Linked DNA regions of Columba livia: region 2 is linked to region 1. Evidence: chromatin contacts called from public Hi-C data. All regions are on one chromosome and are shown on one strand. Each heading gives the region's core, a stretch centred on a gene start, on an enhancer-like site or on the middle of the called end of the contact. The rest is flanking DNA. Distances are from core to core; before and after follow the strand shown. Region 1 has its middle 26 kb from the start of NEPRO. Region 2 overlaps CFAP44 (cilia and flagella associated protein 44).

Evidence for each region. A called contact is a pair of places that touch in the nucleus more often than the background predicts.
Region 2: a contact with region 1 is called in a Hi-C map of liver, with 2.3 times the contacts expected there. The contact joins two enhancer-like sites. A contact is called at or near these places in 2 of 2 Hi-C or Micro-C datasets (crop and liver).

The regions. Positions count from the first base shown.
Region 1 is chr1:74,158,778-74,164,038 of bColLiv1.pat.W.v2, forward strand. No RefSeq gene overlaps it. Among named protein-coding and RNA genes, the nearest start is that of NEPRO, 26 kb to the left of the region's middle. Within about 2 kb of position 2,509, at least 2 of the 3 cell types and tissues checked have an H3K27ac peak away from gene starts, as active enhancers do.
Region 2 is chr1:74,285,214-74,290,474 of bColLiv1.pat.W.v2, forward strand. It overlaps CFAP44 (cilia and flagella associated protein 44), which reads right to left. Exons shown (of 34, transcript XM_021299753.2): 31 at 4,543-4,744; 32 at 3,701-3,861; 33 at 2,823-2,957; 34 at 1,833-2,269. The coding sequence ends at 1,988. BOC (BOC cell adhesion associated, oncogene regulated) reads left to right here. Exons shown (of 19, transcript XM_065062822.1): 19 at 1-593. The coding sequence ends at 95. Among named protein-coding and RNA genes, the nearest start is that of CFAP44, 43 kb to the right of the region's middle. Within about 2 kb of position 3,073, at least 2 of the 3 cell types and tissues checked have an H3K27ac peak away from gene starts, as active enhancers do.

The DNA.
Region 1 (5,261 bases), core at 1,259-3,758:
GAAGAGGAAAAAAAGAAGGCTTAAGTCACAGCAGGAAAGACTCAATTTAGATGTTAGGAAAAACTTTCTAGTGACAGGGATAATAAAGAATAGACTGCCTGGGGAGTGGAGAGCTTTAAGATCAAGTTAAGCAACATCTGTCAGAGGTGTCCAAGGTTTAGGTGATCCTGCCTTAGGTTAGCAGGATGGACTGGTCTGACCTTTCAAGGTCCCTTTCAACCCTAATTTTTCAGTGGTTCTGTGGGCCACATTAATCTTCTTAATGGTATTTAAACACTCAGCAGCTTCTCTTAAGTAACTGCTAGCAAGTCTCTTCTCTTGCCTGCGGTTTAAAATTAACTTAATTTCCTTGCATCACTTTCACCCTCCAGCTTCCAAGTCCTGCATAGCCAATGAGCAGCTGAATTCCTTGACTGCTTGTCAGTACCTTCCTTGCAGCTGTGTAGCTATCCACAATGGAAAAGAAAGGATAGACATGCTGAATATCAGTGGCTATAACACGAGTGTAAGGGTTACCTTCTTTTCTGCCCCACTTCTTATGACAGCCAGATCTCATCTGTGGTTATTTCATCCTGTGCACTCCAGGGACCTGCCTTTCCACGTTGCCTGCAGCTTTCTGGGGGAGCTTATGTCCTGCCTCTGGCAAAGGCTGGCTACTTTCTGAAAGGAGTTGTGTTGGACCATGTTTCTTTGCCGTTGGTTTGTCACAGGTCAAGCCTTGACTGTCCATGCCCAGACACTGCCTAACCCTTTTGGCATTTGTGTGTAATTATGTTAGTGTGTATAAGTTCAGGTGTTGTAATTAATGTATTGTCCGTAAGTGATCTCTGCTTAAATGGCGCAAATTGTCAAGTTGGCCCTTAGTCTGGGAGTGCATCCTTCCACCCCTTGAACTACTCATGAAGGTGAATTAAGTTTTTTGGCTGCCAGCAACAGGATAAGAGGAGGAGAAAAAGCTAGGCCGTGATGAGCACTGTTTGCAATCCTTATCAAGTGTCCTCAGAAAACAAGAGAGCCAGCGAGCATGTCCTGAAGGAAGGGTGTCCAAAAACTTCTTGGTTATTTGCATAAAACAGAAAATACAGCATTCCATTTGCTAGGGAAAACTGCCCCTAGTAAGAAAGTGAACAACTGCCTATAAGTCCACACCTTCAGAAGATAGCTCCCTGCCAGGTGCTGAGCTGCATCTATGGACCGTGAGTGGTGACACTGCTCAGCGTGGCTCTGAAAACTGGGTGGGTAAAGGCACCAAGAGGATCACTGACCCAGTGTCACAGCTAGGAGGTCAGTGATAGAGGATATATCCATAAATAAAAGCAAGTTACCCAAAGTCAGGAAAACCTGAGGGTTCCAAACTTATATTGCATCCTTCTTAGTTCTTTACCTAAAAAAGGTATTTCTATAGCTGGGAAAAATCATCCCTAATGAGAAGGGGAACCAGAAGTATCTTATCTGCCCACAGAGAAGCAATTGTGATTCCTCACATTGATCTTCAGTGGTTTTAACCAACCAAGATAATCGTAGGCCACATGCACAGGCCCTCACATTCTCTTTTGTTAACAGAGCAAGGTCTGTCCTATCTCTGTGTGACTGGTGAGTACCGAGAACATTATTTTATACAAGGGAATAATGTACAAAGAAATGAACCAGCCACCGCAGCAGCAAGTTGTAACACAGGATCTTTCACTTTTGCCCTGAGCTGCTTCTTCCAGGCTTGGCTGCCAGCTCTGAGATGGGGGGATTGTTATTTACATGCATAATAAAACAGCACCTGAATGCAGTTGGGGTCCTACCTTTGAGCAACATTAACACTCTTGTGACTTCATTTACAGCTTTTTCACTTTGCCTCTCTTGATGCTGGGAATGAGAGTTTCAGGTGTGCGCCTGTTTAAAAAAGCCACTACGAAATATGCATGTGTTACAGCTGTTTGTGGTTTGTGGAGCCTATATCCCAAACTATATAATAGCCACTTTGTGCAGAAATTGTACAAAGGCACAGTTCCACTCCAGTGAAAATGTGTTTATCGGAACCATGACAGTATGAATCCAATTAATTAAATAAGGTTTTTTAAGGGAATGTTATGAATACTAAGGGAATGTTATGAATACTACAAATACAGCAAGTTTGTAAGGTAAGGGTGAAGCAAGCTTACTCTTTAATTGCTGTGACTTCAGAGAGGGGTTTTTTGGGGAGTGCTATAAAAATCATAAACTTTCTCAAATTTTTTTTGACACAGTTGCATCTCACAGCATTTGGGGGTACGATGAGATTAGGTACCCAAATGTAAGATTATTTGAATGAAGCAATTTATATAAAATGCAGTGGAATATTTCAAGATAAGAGGAAATCAGGACCTCTTTTCTTTTTTGCCCAGACACCGCCACCTGGGGAACTCGGGTCCAGCCACCCTTGAGCACCCTGCGTTTTGGGCATTACAAACTCAAAGATTTCCCATCCAAGCAGTGTTGCCAGCTGCAGCAAGCTTGATCTCTGCTTAGCTGTGGAGCTGGAGCCAGGCTGTGTGCTAACACAGCATGGCTGCAGGCCCTTTTGGTGTTTTTACTCTGTGGAGTTTTTATGAGACCATATCTGTCAAACGTATGTGTGAAGATAAATCAAACAAGCACAGCCACAGCTATTAAATAAATGTGAAATCTGAGTGGCTTCCACCAGCCCCTCCATCCCTGCCCCCCAGCTGCTGTGTCTGCTGAGTGTTTTACAGAAACAGGACAGTGAAGGATGGCTGGTTATGAGAAAGGGAATGCAGAGGGAGGCAGCTCCTAGGGAAAGGGTTGATTTCCTCACAGGGGGAAGCGGAGAACTACAAGTTGGGTTTGGGGCTCATGATGCTGAAGTATTTCAGGTCTAGAAAGAGCCTGTTTTGGATATTGGTGGCTTTTGAAGAGGGAGAGACTCAATAGATTCCGTCAGGAATACGGTCTGACTGTTGTCACGGTATCTAAAAGGCAATGAAGATGGGTACTCAGCAGAGGAGGCAAGAGGCATCAATGAAGAAATGTAATGAGTTGGTCAGTAAGAGACCATGCTTGGGGCTACTGCTGTGTGAGCACCATGAAGTTGCTGCACTGTGAATACCAAAGCATCAGAAGGGCATCAAGCTTTTACATGCCTCCCAGTCCGTCTTCTCCTGGGGACTAAAATAACCTTGACCTGATCTCCACTCAAATTTTTCCCCATTCACTAAAGTGTTCTTCCCCCAAGGGAAGGGTGGTCCTTCCAAGGTCAGGGCTGAGGTTACTGACAGGTCAGGGAGGGCAAGGTCAGGCTTGAAACTTTGGCTGTACCAAAGCTGTTCCACATAGGCAGAGGGCCTTGCAGTTTCCAAAGCCATCACTCTCCTCCCCACTTTCACCAGCTATTCACCTCTCCTAGTCTTAAGTGGAAGAAAATACAGCCAACCTCTTCAAGTCCTTGTGTCGCACCTCTGGGAGCTGCATTCTTGCTCTCGAGTGGTTGGTCAGGCAACAAAACAGAATAGCCAACATATCACTTCCAGAATCTTTATTTGGGGATTGAAGTTGGATCAATGTATCTGAAGGCTACTGTAATCAGGAAGTGATTCTTCTGATTTCTGACAATGGGGCCACTCCTGCCACTGAGAAAGCATTTGTCATTTCCCCTGGCTGCACAAGGGTTTTTTTACCCTGCACTTATTTACCCCAACACATGAGGAGACAGGGGCCCGAAAGGAGTCGAGGCTAACAAATTGCACAGTAACAAAGCATACATTGCTGATGCCAAAGGCAAAGCACAGGGGACAGCGCTATGCCATGCATCTGGACGTGGGCTGCAAGGTGGAAATGTGGGACAAGGATTGTTTGACCCGGTTCCTATGTTCTGTGAAATCATTGCACCTCCATTGATTTTGAATGCTGGATTGACACTAGAAGAGGATTTGACCCATAGAGACACAGTCTGCTGCACATAGGGTGTCATGGTCCTTCTGTGTATATCTCCAGTGTTCAACTGAATGAAAATAAATACCCAGAGATGGTTTTTTCCAGTAAAAATATACAAGGAAAGAGAAGTCTAATATACTAGCAAGTGCATTTCTCCTGAGTTGCTAATGCAATGCAAAATTCTTATTACTAATAATTAGCAATGCACGTGAGACTACCGTTGAACAAATCACCTGTGAACACCCAAAATGCCAGGAAAACACTTAGTATCAATCTTTTTTTGAAAGTAAATAGATTAGATTAGATTCTGTGGGCTCATAGGGCCAGGTTGCTTACTTGATGTGCTGGCACTGTTAGTTTCAATCTAAATCAGCCAGTTTACACAAGCTGAAAATCTTATGGTAAGTTTTCTGTTGATTGTTAGAGTTAATATTAAATATTTAAGGGCCTAGCTTTACATTCAGTCTTGGACTTGGATTTTTTCAAGAGTGTGCTGTAGATCCTGGTGTATAGCATATACGTGCAGTTCCAAGTGATTCAGTTGCCACTTACCAGCTGAAATGCTGAGTCTATGCCATCCTGTCAGTGGGGAATGATTTTGTTCTCATCCCAAATAACAGCACCTTTCAGAGGTCAGGGCAGAGTGTAGGGCACAATTTGAATTTAGGATGGGAACACGGGGGAAAAAGTGGTCATGACTGATGGAAGCGATGTGCCTGCAACTTATTTATGCATATAAACACCTAACAAGCCCTACTCTGCCATGCAGGGGTAATATGTGAGCTTATAATATCTTTTACTCCTAAACCTGTGCTTCTCCATAGTGCAATTCCATTTACAAATGCAGGTTTTCATGGAACAGAAGTAACACAACGGTAACTTTCAGTTCTCTAGTCTTCAATTTATCATCCTACCTATCTCTCCTGTGGTTACCAGTCATCTTCTGTTTACATTGCTGCCCTGTAGTACAGGGTAAGAACCTTGTTAAGATCAGGCAAGGGATGCAGATTGGCTTTGATATTTACTGTACTGCCTCTTACGAGAAAAACCCCTTGCACTGGGACATGTCCTAAGGCACAGGCAACATGGGCAGCTGCCTTGGGTGCCAGACTTATGATCTTTTTGCTGAGGCCAGAGGAGACAGGTGCTGGTTGCTGCTGGGGAAGCCTGGAGGCAAACCACTGGTTTCTTACCTCCTGGAGACATATCTCTTCATTCCTGTCACAACCAGCAGAGCTGGCTGCAGGGAGATTCCTTTAGCAGCAGCAATAGCTGTTTCCCCACCCCATTCGACCCATGGCACGGGGAGCAGCAAGCCCTGTCTCCAGGATTTTCACTGC
Region 2 (5,261 bases), core at 1,823-4,322, 130 kb after region 1:
CAGTGATCGCATCTTTGGGTCAGGACCTACCAAGACATCTGAACAGCAGCCCGCCACCACTGAGGCCCTTAGAGACTCATTCTCCCACCAGCTAGTGACCAAGCTGCCTTTTGCAAAAGACTTATTTTAAAGAGAAACAGAAAATGGGTATTTATTTTTGTATAACACCCCTATTTATATATTTATGCACTTGTATATAGATGTATATGTGCCTTTTATAATGCTATGGAGACAGAAGGCATCCTCAACAAGGTCACAGGAGGGCCCAAGAAACACGGCAGCAGCTATCCGTGGCACTGGACTGTTCATCAGATCACAGGATTGAAACAGCAGCACAAGAGAGGTCACAGGACACGGGTCCAAACAGAGCTGCCACCACCCTCTTGCAGTGGGGCCTTCGTGAAAGACACCGCTGTCAAAAAGATCTTTTCTTCTCCCCCACAGGAAGGTTTGTCCCAGGAACACACTCCTGTGAATGGACTGGAGTTATGCACTCTGCCTCATCAACCCTTCACATACACACCATCTGCAGCCGCTTATCTGTAAAGACAAACCCACGCTTTAACATCTAAAATAAAGGCTTTAGTCATTTCTGTGGCTGCCTGTATATGCTAAATCCTCCCACAGAGGTATCTACTCTTTTTTCACTTACAGACATACAGCAAGCAGGACACCTGGGGAAAGGTGACCTTTTCCTGCGGTTTCAGTTTTTCAGATAGCCACTGACATAATTCTTCTTAAGGCTGAGCTCAGGAGAAGAGGGACACCTGCTGCCTGTGTCAGTTCAGCGACATAAAACTTCCAGTGGGGAGCACAGCGAGAAGAAATTTTCATGTATCTCCAAGGACAGCTGCATGAGTTTGGTGATGGGGGGAGAAGCAGATGATAGACACCCAAACCTCTGCAAATGTTGTTTCTTTATTTTCCACCCCCATCCTGTAGTTTTCCAGCTTCAAAAGCTTTCAGCATCCATGCCTGTAGGTAAGGGTGGGGTTTTCTCCTTAAGGAAAAAGAGGATGCTCAGCACCTTCATAGGAACCCACCAAAAAAAAAAGCTGCATTCAATTGTGTTTGGGCCAGCAGGAGCAGTTCTTGTGGCTGGCTGGGCTCTGGCTGGGTCCTGGCTGAGCACTGGCAAAAGGCAGGGAGTGGGGAGGAAGGGCAGCTGCAGGTTGTTCAGACAATTTAATTAAATCTTAGCAACAAACCCACAGCCTCCCCATGGACCCCCAGAAGCTTTGCACTGGGAGAGCAACACAACACGCCCCCTCTGCTTCAGGTATGAAGGAAGTTTCCACAGTAAGGCAGGGTAAGTGCTGTAAACGGGCACACACGGCTGCCGTACCAAATGCCAGGGGCAAAAAATAATAAGACCTGAAAACGTACAGAACCTGGCTTGCTCTCATTCTGATCAGGCAGGTGCAAGCCAGTGGAATTACAGGCTGACTTTGCACTTGCTACACTTTCTACTGCTACAGAGCAGAGGCAAAGTGCGAAAGTATTTGTTTGGCTCCATACCCACCTGAGCACTGTAGGCCCTGAGCAGAAATGTGCCTTTGCTTTCTCCAAACAAACAGCACTTTTCCCTTGACTCTAACTAGAGAAGTGCTGTTGCTGCCAGGATGTTCAGTAAATAACAAAGCGCACCCTTGAAGACACACCTCTCTTCCCATTTCTGAGAACACAGGTACGAAAGCTACGTTCGCCTGTGTGAAACTCATATCCAGCTTTCAACAGCCACTCGTCTGAAGAACAGACATACACATCTGCACACACACAGGGCTTCTGCCCAGTGCAAATCTCTGCAATGGACAGATAACAGCATTCACTGGTTGTATTTGCACTTTTTTATTCTGTATGTGTCACTACAGTCATATTTTGTTAGGGGAAACAATTACAACCCTTTACAACTAAACCCCTGTATAGCCAAAGCGATTCGTTTCACACTTCCAGTTATGACTACCACCACAGTTAGCCATGTCCGTTTTTAAGGGAGACTTGGACTGCTGATTACTGTTTCTGGTGTAAGAGCAGGGAATGATGCCATTGTTGTCTCTGAGTCCTGCGATGCTGAAGGTGACTGTAGAAAGAGGCACTCATCTTTTCCGCTAAGGGGAGGGAGTTGTCCTCTAAAGCACTCACCTGTTCTGTTTAGGAGATGGATTTCTTCTCTTAGGAGGGCTGTGTCATGAGCCATGTGCTCGACCCGTGACTGCAGCTTGGCCTTCCTTTTGATGTCAGTAGTTTGGGGGCCATGAAATTCTGCTCCCTGTAAGCAGAATAAAAAAATCTCTCCTGTAAAACGTTGGAGAATGAACAATGGGAATTTATTTCATTTCAAGCAGGAAAGTGAAGCTTTCCAAAAGGCAGGACAGCTTCGTGACTTCTCCATTCCTCAGTCAGAACTACTTGGAAGTCAGAGTGAGGGACCACTAACTCAGGCTGTCACAGGTGGCTGCCTTATTCCATAACACAGAGCAAAGAAAACATTTATTTGGCTGTTTCCATGTAATAAAGGAGTAATTTTTACTTGCTGCAAGATGTTATTTTAATTAGAAATGGGTTTGTTTCGATATTAGAAAGTAGCTAAGCAAGAATTATGGAAAAACTCAGTTATGGCCTGCTTCAGGATCAGCTCATTCATCTCCCTGTCTACAAGATCTGGAGCAGCCATTCGGCCTGTGCCACTCTGCAATATTAGCCCGAACTGCCGACCTGCAGAGCAGGATGCAACACCCAAGAGCTGGTGAGGGCCAGATGATCCCCTGCCCCTTTCTGACCAGTCCCAAACCTGCAGGTATTATGGTCACTAAAAGGCTTACCAGATCATTCTTTAGTGAAGTCAGCTCAGTTTCAAGTTGCTGTGTTTCAAAGTAAAACTTTTCCAGCTGCTGCAGCTTGCTGGTGTTTTCCTGTGTGAGTTTCATTAGCTGCTGCTGCAGGTGTAAGATTCTTTCCTAGAAATACATAAAAGGTTGAGCTGGGGTGAGAGAGGACAAAAAGTGTGAAGCGGGGAAGAAGTGCAAATCACAACAGAAGTGTCACAGAAGAGGGGTAAACAACAGGCTGATCCTGCATACACCACCTGATTCCCACAGTAACTTTAGTGCATTCTATCATCATCTGTTTTAAATAATGCAAATGCCTAAGTAGGTAAAGCAGTTAGGCGAAAGTGTGGGAAAGAGAAAGCCATTAGGTACATAGTACTTCCATATGTGCCCTCTATAAGAGCAGCATAAGCGTGTTGCCTGTTTGCACCACAGTAGTTGAGCCTTAGGCCCCAACCCAGAGAGACACATGAACTTCAGACTGCACAGACCAACATCCCAGGCATGAGTGAGGGCTGCCTGTAAGCAAATAGTTTGTCACCAAAGGCAGTGGGAGGAGGAAGTAAGTGCCAAATGTCAGCTGAAAACCAAAGGAAGGTAGTCTGGAAGAACTTAACACGGGGACCAAAGCAAAAAGATGTATTTGAGGAAAAATCAGTAGCTAGCTCCGTAAGAGAATAGGATGTGCATCAGCAACTGGAGCAGGGGTAGGAATGATGGTAGGAAAAGGGGGTTGGACATTATAGTCTATTAATGACGTATTAAAAAAAAAAATTCACAAAATATTTTAGTGTAACTCTTCAGTCCCAGGGAAACAAAGCCATAACAGATCATCGCAACACATATGACTTCTTTCTTTTCCTGCTCCTTACCTCCCACTCTTTCAGCTCCTGGGACTGCATGTATTCTTTCTCCATTATTTCTACTTCCAACTCTTCCACACGTATGTTAACAGTGTGTGCTTGAACTGCTTCAAAATCAACCATCCGGCCAAACTTCTTCATCATCAGATGATTGCACTTTTCTTCTAGTTCTAGCAGAAGAGGCATGGCACAAAGAGCAGCACTGTCTTTCACTGGTTAATAAGAATTTCCGCCTTACCCCCAGTTTTTTGTCTGAGCTCTTTGGTATTTGCTCTGTAATAAATAATTCACACAAAACCACACGGAGCTTACAACTGCATATTGCCTTTTGTCCTTGCCCATGCCCATGTCTGTGTGGTCACTAAGCCACACTCTAAGCCAGTCCTAGTATGCTACTCCCACACTGGGCTATATAGGATCTCCAGAGGTTTGGTGGTGCTAGACACATCTCTGGGTTTGGTCCTTGTGAAAGTGTTTCAAATAGGGCCTGTTTCATTCTTGTGTTACACAGAGGAGGAAATTGCCAAAAAAAAGCTTATGTAGTTTTGGGGAAAGCACTTTTTCCCTAGCAGTTCTGGTGTACAGCCAGAAATAGCAATCGTGTGTCCTGACTTCCAGTGTCTCATGTCCATCAGCTCTCCTTATACTAAGTTCCCAAATTATTTCACACAGCCTAATGACTTTGCAGTGCTGGCAAACTACCAGTACTTCATCCAAACAGTCCACTCGATCTGCTATTTCTGTTTTATTTTCTGCAGTGCCCAGCTGTGACAGCTGGGCGAGTGTGAAGACAGCAAGGGGGACAGAATAAGCACTAGTATACTGTGTTGTTCAGAGTCTTTGTTACTCACGTCTAATTTTTATCTTCATCTCCTTTTTGTCCTGGATAAGCTGCTTATGTTGCTCCTGGGCCTTCTTATAGGTCTCTCTTTGCATTATCTTTTCCTTACGCAGTTCCACAATTCTCTTCTGCAGATACTCTAAGGACTGGTTGGTAAATACCAAAGCCTCAGAGAAGTCACTGGGCATCTCCCCATTAACCAAATACTCCACCTGTGAGAAACAGCCAAAAACAAGGCTCACTTTACTTGTTGTGGGTGCTGGTCCTCTCTCTGGAAAACAAATGTGTGAGCCTTAGAGCACTAAGGAGCAAGGTAATGGTAAGCACACGCACAGCTATCACATTTTGGGCCAGGGAGTCACTATCACTCAGCAAAGCTCGAAGGCTACCTAAAGCTGTGAAGACTACCTACATATAAAGCTGTCTACCCTTCTATAGCACCCGGACCAAAGGTGCTTTTGAATGATCTAGGAGCTGCAGGATCGTATAGTCTGACCTTAGACTCTTCTGTCTTTGTTATCAACCTTTACGTGAAGGGAGACAGAACAATGGGGAGAGCTGAGCGGGCCTCAGGGGTATGTTAGAGCAGGCAGAGGCCTATCTTCTCTCTCTGAGGGCAAGATTTAGCCCAAAGGAAATAACAGTATTGTCTTGCGTTTTCCTCTTCATTTTCTACTCCTCATCCCTGTGCTAGCAGCTGTGTAGATGAATGCATTGCATCCAATCCAG